Regions from separate parts of the Mus musculus genome. Here region 2 is linked to region 1. The links are chromatin contacts, called in public Hi-C maps. All regions are on one chromosome and are shown on one strand. Each heading gives the region's core, a stretch centred on a gene start, on an enhancer-like site or on the middle of the called end of the contact. The rest is flanking DNA. Distances are from core to core; before and after follow the strand shown. Region 1 has its middle 17 kb from the start of Gm35454. Region 2 has its middle 44 kb from the start of 9530059O14Rik.

What was found. A called contact is a pair of places that touch in the nucleus more often than the background predicts.
Region 2: a contact with region 1 is called in a Hi-C map of the N1E-115 cell line, with 3 times the contacts expected there. The contact joins two enhancer-like sites. A contact is called at or near these places in 1 of 15 datasets of contacts at CTCF or cohesin (the NIH/3T3 cell line), 4 of 484 Hi-C or Micro-C datasets (the N1E-115 cell line, cerebral cortex, cortical glia and 1 more) and 1 of 115 datasets of contacts at active chromatin or transcription factors (the NIH/3T3 cell line).

The regions. Positions count from the first base shown.
Region 1 is chr9:122,419,130-122,423,045 of GRCm38.p6, reverse strand. No RefSeq gene overlaps it. Among named protein-coding and RNA genes, the nearest start is that of Gm35454, 17 kb to the left of the region's middle. Within about 2 kb of position 1,840, at least 50 of the 459 cell types and tissues checked have an H3K27ac peak or open chromatin away from gene starts, as enhancers often do. A contact at or near this core is called in the N1E-115 cell line and cerebral cortex, where this site is marked.
Region 2 is chr9:122,526,136-122,530,051 of GRCm38.p6, reverse strand. No RefSeq gene overlaps it. Among named protein-coding and RNA genes, the nearest start is that of 9530059O14Rik, 44 kb to the left of the region's middle. Within about 2 kb of position 1,646, at least 11 of the 459 cell types and tissues checked have an H3K27ac peak or open chromatin away from gene starts, as enhancers often do. A contact at or near this core is called in the N1E-115 cell line and cerebral cortex, where this site is marked.

The sequences.
Region 1 (3,916 bases), core at 591-3,090:
GGCCGATTGCCTTGAGAACAATCTCTAAGCCACCGCCGCCGAGAGTCAGGAGAGGACAGCCATCACCATGGAACCGTCAGCCGCATCCACCCACCCACACCATCCGAACTGGGGCTGGCAAAGGCAGTGTGACAACATCCCGAGAAGATTCTGGAAGAAGGTGTTTCCACTCCACACCAGCTGGGCCACTGAGACGATTATCCTCGTCCCAAGTCTATCTACTTACAAGGTAGGCACAATGACCTTCACTCCACCTGGTAAATGCCCACAAGATGCTAACTGAGCCTTCTGTCATAAACGCCAGATCTGTGAATACCGCCCCCAGCCCTGCATCTAGCCGATCCCAAGGCCTGTGCTCCGAGGGGCTGGGCTGGAGTCTGCTTGCCCACACTGGCGATTGTGTCCTGAAGCTGAGCAAGAAGTGGGGGAAAGCAGCAAGTGAGGGTCCTTCTGGGGCTCCAGTCTCTCCTTGTCTAGAGTCACAGACCCCCCTCTTTCTTCATTAAGGTGCTTTTCTTCCCAAAACCCCCAATGTGAAATCAAAAGCAACAGGTTCAAGAGAGCAGGTGCTAGAGTGAGGACAGAGGCAAGAGGCTGGTCCATGCTGGGAGCATCTTTTCCAGCTCTGGGTGGGGTGGGGATGTCGTGATACTGCCAGAGTCACAGAGACAGAGCTCAGTGTCCAGGATTTGTCTTTCTCAGTGTGAGTGAAGAGAGGCCGTGTGAGGAAACCAGGCTCAATCGCTTTTCCTCTCCCACCACCCAGTCCAGGTAACAGCAGAGTGCTTCACACAGCCTCAGAGAATGCATCATGCTTCCCTGAATGGCCACCCCAGCCAGCTCCTTTTCCTCTACCTGGATTCAGAAACAGGAGCTGCACCAACCTGGTGACGTGACGTCCGGGTGGGAAGGCGTGGGAGATAGAGCTCACAGTTTTCCCGGTCCTGATATATAGGCCACCCCACACCCCCACCCCATTCCCTGGTGACTCACTCCACCTCTCTGTTGCAGTCTGATGAACAACTTGAGCCATTAAGGAATGGAACAAATTACTAAATGGGAGACACAAAAGAAACCCAGGATAAATTATAAACGATGCTCTCTCTCTCTCTCTCTCCTCTCTCACTAAATCGTATCTTTACCTACTGAACTTGAAAAAGCAATAGACTACCATGGCAGAAGTACAGGGGTTTAAGAGGCCCTTTTCTGAGAACCCCAGGGAAGCCAGGGCACAGGAGCTAGGCTGCTTTCAGCAAGGTCTTGGAACTAATTCAGTGGCTTGAAGGTGGGTGCTGCAAAACATGCCTGACACCTGAAGGCTGAGTAGAACCTGCATTCAGATGCCACCTCTGTGAAGCACGACGGTGCATGTTATCTCTGTAGCTTGTAGCTACAGGTTAGTAGTTGCCGTGGTTATAGGCAGCAACACATAGCTGTGGAGTGTGTTGCCTTGGTGAGCCAGGTCACCTCTGTGGAACACATTACCTACCACTGAGCCACATCTATGTAGCTGTGACATTAGCCATCACACAGCCAAGGACACTAGGACCCTTGTTCCCCAGGCTAGAAGGAGACCTTGCCCTGATCTTGGCATTGATGGCTTCGTGCATGTATCTAAAACCTTGACCAATGGAAGGAGAAAGAAACATGGACCTTAGCTCAATGTTTGGAAGCTCTGACAGGGTGGGGAGCCAGGGAGCCTTGTCAGCATTAAGGAAATGGACGCAAGAAGAGGTCGCCCCCTGCTGGTCACAGCTGGGAAAGGCATATCAATAATCCTATTCCCGGCAGGGAGGGAGAGGGATTGCAGTGGTTATTGGGCAGGGCAGGCATCTGCTTGCTGCTTTGAGAGTCACCCGGCTGAGTCTGTGTGATCCTGCGTAATTCTTAAGCTACGGGTCAGGAAGTTTCAGACAAACAGCAGTGTTATTCTGGAACTGGGGGTGGGGAGGGGAGGAGGAAGGGAAGGATTTCCTAAGCAAAGTTTACAAATTGTGCAAATGTTCAGAAGTAGTGTCACCAATATCTTCCCTGCCTCCAAGGCACCAGCTGTGAGCCAAGACGAGAGCAGGGAGTGGAGAGGGGGAGGTGAGGGGCAGACTCTTACGTTATAGCAGCAAGTGACACTCCCAACAGAGTGGCCCTATGTGGGTGGGACCCATAGCCTCTACACCAAGCAAGGACCTTAATCTCATTTGACAGACGAGGAAATAGAGTCTCAGGGAGTGATCTGTCAAAGCAGGTTCTGAGTCAGGATTTTAACCATAGTCTAAGCACTATGCTTTATTCACATCACCTAGCTATCTCTGAGTCTGCGCCCATTGTATGTGAGGGGTGGGGGTCCTGGTGGCTCACTTGAAGCCAAAGTAGGCTTTCGTGATGCCCCCACAGTCTTGCTACACTGCCTTGGCTCCTCTGACGTTCAAATGGGGAGCAAGGTCAGATTTTTCCACATTCTCAGTATTCCGGCTCATCTTGTGCATTTGTATTCTGGGATTTGATCTCTCCTCACCCCTGCCTCTTGCTTAACTGTTCCCTAGATGAAATTTTAGTCTTAGCCAAAAGGGCACAGCTCCTAGTGAAGCCAGAAGTCAGAGCCTCCTCCCTTGCAGCCTCAGTGAGTTCCTTCACAGCCTTCACAGACAGCTTGCTGCCAACACCACCCTGGCCTGTCAGCAGAGCTCACTGGGACTCCACAAGCCACCCAAAGTGACACTGATCTTCACAGCTTTTCTGCATGCTCCCTTGTTCCCTTCCCTGCATGCATTAGAAAGTTAACAGGAGAACAAGAAGACTTAAGAAACCCCCCAGCCATCGTAATTAACATGCAGAATGCTTTTCTGGCAGTGCACAGGCTGTGGTAAATCGGGAAACTTCTTAGCACAACATATATTTAATCTGTGGCACTTGCTTTCACATGAAAGTCAATCAGATATTTTAAGGGAGCTAACGAGGACTCTCAGATTGAGCTACTAACAAACACAGGTGCAACAAACTCACCTGGATCTATTTTTCTAGGATTTTTAAAAAAAGATATGTCTCGCCCATGCCAAGCTGGTCTTGAACTCATGAAGTCAAGGATGACCTCGCATTTCCAATTCTGCATCCACCTCTGTCCCGGACACTGGGATTTCAGGTGTTCGCCACAACACCCAGGTTTCTGCAGCGCTGCAGGTGGAACCTAGGGCTTCGTGAACTCTAGCAACTGAACTACATCCCAGCCTTCCTGGAAATGTGTGCTAGGCACCAGGGAAGTGACCACTGTCTAGTAATGGAGTTTGCATGAGAATTTCCCAGTTTACTGTGGAACTCACATTCTGTAGGGGGAGAGGGAGTAGGCAAAGAAAAAAACAGGGAAACTAAGTAACAAAATTCCAGTTGTGTGAAGTGATAGGGAAGAAGGTTCGGGAAGTCGTTTGTGAGGAGTGACTGTTGAGGTAAGAATTGAAGCTTGAGGCAACAGAGGTGAGAGGGCCTGGGCACGCCCAGACAGGTGGACAGGAAGTGAGGTGAGAGGGACTGCCCAGACAGGTGGGCAGGAAGCCTCCAGCAGCATGTGTTGCTGAAGGGAACTTTCCAACAGATTATATTTCTATAATGAAAGGTTCCATTAGTTACAGGCCTGGGAGGGAAGGTTTGGTTGGTTGCTGGGGTGAGAAAAATAGCTCACTACAGGGGAAAAAAAAAAGCAAGCTGCACCTCACATCACAGATAAGTGGAAAGATCCAAGACCTCACAGCATGAAGGGCAACAGAAATCAGGAGCTAATCAGAAAAAAAGAGGGGGGACCCTAAGAGGATCATCACATAATCTGAACGCCACGAATCACAATCTCAGATAAAAGTCGCATAGATTGTCCTACATTGAAATGAGGGATTTTGGCCAAAATAAGGCTGTTGAGAAATAGAGCCATTTT
Region 2 (3,916 bases), core at 397-2,896, 110 kb before region 1:
CCCTTTACAGTATGTGTTTATAGTGAACCAGAGACCATTTTAAAACAGTGCAGTGCTGCTTTGGGGTGGGAGTGGTGTGTGAATGAGATTTTGTCATTCTTTGGATTCTTCTGGGGTTGGTACCATCTCTGCATACCAAATCCCATGATTGCTCAAGTCCCTCCTACAAATTTGCATATGCAGAATAATCCTCCCCAAAGCTTTAACTCTTCTCTAGGTGACTTGCAAGGTGTCATTCACCTAACACAGTTCACAGAGTTGTCACCTTGTGTTGTTAGGGAAACATCTGTATATCTCCAGATGCAAGCTCTCCCCTGAACATTTCAAAGCTTTGCCATCTGCAAGTGAAGATGTGCAGAGATACAGAAAGCTAGTGATTCTCTCAATTGGCTGGCCCTACAACACTCCGCCATTCATTTCTGTTGGAGTGACCTTTTAAAATATAAATCTGAACCAAAGTCCATGAACTTGAGTGAGATAAAAATAAACTTAGAGTTCTTCAAAGCTGAGTGGGCCAGAGCTGGTATACCACATGCTGTTTGCAAAATGGCTCAAAGAACTCTTCCTTCCCTGTACTGCACCCCTTCGCAGTATGACTCTCCACTTCCACTGTGTGTGCATGCTTGTGTGCGTGCGCGTGTGTGTGTGACTATGGAGGTCAGAGGACAACCTTGGATGTCCTCAGGTGCCTTCAATCCTTTGTTTGAGATAAGATCTCTCTCACTGCCCTGGAACTTCACCAAGTAAGCTAGGCAGGCTGGTTAGCAAGCTCTGGAATTCTGTTTCTGCTTGACACCTCGACATCACTGGGATTAGGAGCACACACTGCAGTGTCTACCTTTGTACATAGCTCATAGGGTACCAAACTCAGGTTCTTGAGCTAGCCAGGCAAACATTTTACTGACCGAGCTGTTTCCCAAGCCCCACCCCTTCTCATCAAGAGAGAGGTGTCCTATATTTCTCCACTCCAAGAATATGTAACCAATAAGATGTTCACCAGTGTGCCACAAACAGGGACTGACAAGTGCTGTGTGCTGGGGCCTAGACCTTGTCACTGGTATAGAAAGCCCGTGTGTCACCCCTGAGACATGCCACTTGGTTTTGTTGTATGGAAATACAGAACTCTTTATTTGGGTAGCCTTTATTTTGGGAGGTCTAGGAAGCTCCTGAAGGACAATTCCCTCTTAAGCCATGGATCCCTTTGGAGCTGCAACTCGACTGGCTCCCAAGATCCCCTATTCATCACAGGCTTATTAGCTACAATGTCCGTCTTCTGGGCTCTGCCAGCAGACAGCCCTCTGTCCACTGGCCTTCTAATAGAATTAGGGAAACCCTGGCTCCAGCCTCTCCTCGGGTCCTTCCTACTCACACACACTTGCCAAGCCTTCCATGTTATTAAGGAGCAGTCAGGATAAAGCATTTTCTCCACCCGCTTGCCCCCTCCCCCCCTCCCCCCCTTAGAAAGGATGCAGGAGCCAGAAGATTCATGACAGATGCAGTGCAGAGCTCAAAGATGCACTTAGATGTCTTTGGAATTCAAAGGCGGAAGGCAGAAGGCGGAAGGCAGCCTTCTGGACCTGGTGCTGGCAGCTCTGCTCAGCAGGCCCAGCCTCCATCACTCCGGCTTCCTTAGATACACCGCTCTCCTGCCCCCAGCTCCAGCTAGGCTCATTCCCAAAGCCTGTGGTACCAGCAGCACTTAATCAACCCATCACTGTGGGTACATTTAAGGAGCTGATCATTTGAAGAAACGAACCCTAGATCATAGCACAGTATTTCCCCCTCTCTTTTTTTCTGTCTTCTTTCTCATCTCCAGTTTGCTGTTCAGGGCCGTGCTCTGGAGCCGCCTTTAGGCTGTGGCTGATGTTCCTGACAAGGCTCTGAGCTGGGACAGTTGTCTCTCTCCATCTGAGAGGCACACCAGCTGCCTGCATGAAGAATTTGGCTGTTTGTTTGTTTGTTTGTTTGTTTTGAGACAGGGTTTCTCTGTATAGCTCTGGCTGTCCTGGAACTCACTTTGTAGACCAGGCTGGCCTCGAACTCAGAAATCCGCTTGCCTCTGCCTTGCTCTTCTCCCTCATCTTGCTTGGTGTGCCCAGGGACCAGCAAGTAGCCGGAAGGGACAACGAGCAAGCAGAGCCTCATTCCCATCTCATCCCACCCCAGCTGGATCTGCCAAGGTGTCAGAACCTCTGCACCCTAAGTAAGAGTAGACTTCGTTTCAGCTTAGCTTCACGCAAGTAGTGGGGACAGTAAGGACGTAAACCCAACCTTCACCGGTTGGGACCAAATCAGAATTACTCAGAGATTCCACTGTAACAGCAGGTGACCCCGTGAATTCAGCCAGGAAGATATGGGACATCAGAAATATGGTTTTCTATGTGGAAAGTCTGGGGTTATTGACTCTCTTGCCTTGGTCAAGTACTAGAGCTAGCTGAGGCTCCATCTGTAAAATGGGGGTTGTCACCAAGTAGGACAGATATCAACCTTAAGGCAATTATCCCCAAAACACTCAGCCAAACAAACAAACAAACAAACAAACAAACAAAAAGTGGAAGTAGTTGGTACTGCTGTATATCATGCTTACTGAAAGCTTGCATCTTGAGGACATCAAATATGAATGGAAAGGTCAGGACTAGGGATGCAAGCTAGGAGAGCCAGCTCAGGGCTGGGCAGGGAGAGTTGGGCAAAGCTTTCCCAGGCTCATTTGCTATTCCTTTCCTTGAAGAATCCCACCTCTGGCAAGTTCTGAATTATTGGCTCCTGCCAATATGTGCATATTCTTGACATGATCTGAATGACATTTGGCCACCTCCTGTGTCAAAGATCAACTGATGGGTGACCTGAAGCACCCCCCCTCTCTGCCCTGATCTTTTCTTACAGTTTTACAGTTTATAACGTTTCTTGTGTTACTAGTGAGGCTTTGACCCTCTGAGCACAAGTCTGTCCAATAAAAATAAATAAATAAACCAAATCAGACAGCCCTTCTTAGAACTGTTATGGCAGGAGGAGATGCAGGCGCCATTCATTCATTAACAAAATCATTCCTGGTTATTGTCTTCAATGTGCAGACTGATTCTTTTTATTATAATTTAATCTACCTGCTCACTCTTTGTGGGTCAGGATTCGATTCAGAAATCATGTCAACAATTTCAAGACTCCTATTTGTCGACAAAGTTCTTTGTTTTAAAATATGCACCTGCATTCTTGTCGCATGACAGATGGACAGACATCTACTCACCCCAGTTAGGACGCTTAGAACAGAGTGAAGACATAAAGCTGAGTCTCCTCCAGCCCCACTCCAACCCCAAATGCCTGCAATTGCTTAATTACCCGGTGTGTGATCTTTGCTAATTTTGTAGCTTTCTACACCGTGAGAGCTTCCCTCTCCCATCCTCCCTTCACAGAAATGTTTTCCTTTGGAGAAAAGGGATAAAACAATTCTTATTTCCAGCCCTCTTCCTCCACTTTTTGATCTGACTTAGAGGCCACTCACTGAGTCACACAGACTGAGACTGTGTGGCAGGCACTGAGACAAGAGGCTCTGGACACCAGGTTAGACTAAGCCACCAACCAGCTCACTCTCTCCCCGTGCTTGACCTACTTTAAAGAGCCCCCCAGATTAGCAGCCTGGTGATTAGATGATGCTCCATTTCCTACAGGAGTCCCCCCCCCCAAAAAAATACATTTTAGTTTGTGAAGTTTCCAGATGAGAACCTAAAAGCCATTGTCTCAAGGTGCTATCAAGTTTCTGGGACCCTAGCTCTTTGAGACAAGTTCACCAAGAGGCAGGCCCCTCATTCTCAAAGACACCTTAATGTTTCTGTCTCAATAGTTGATGTTTGGGGGTGAGCAAAGACACCCTGGCTTTCACATGCCTCAGGCATATCCTCTTTTGCAAAGGATCCACCTTCTT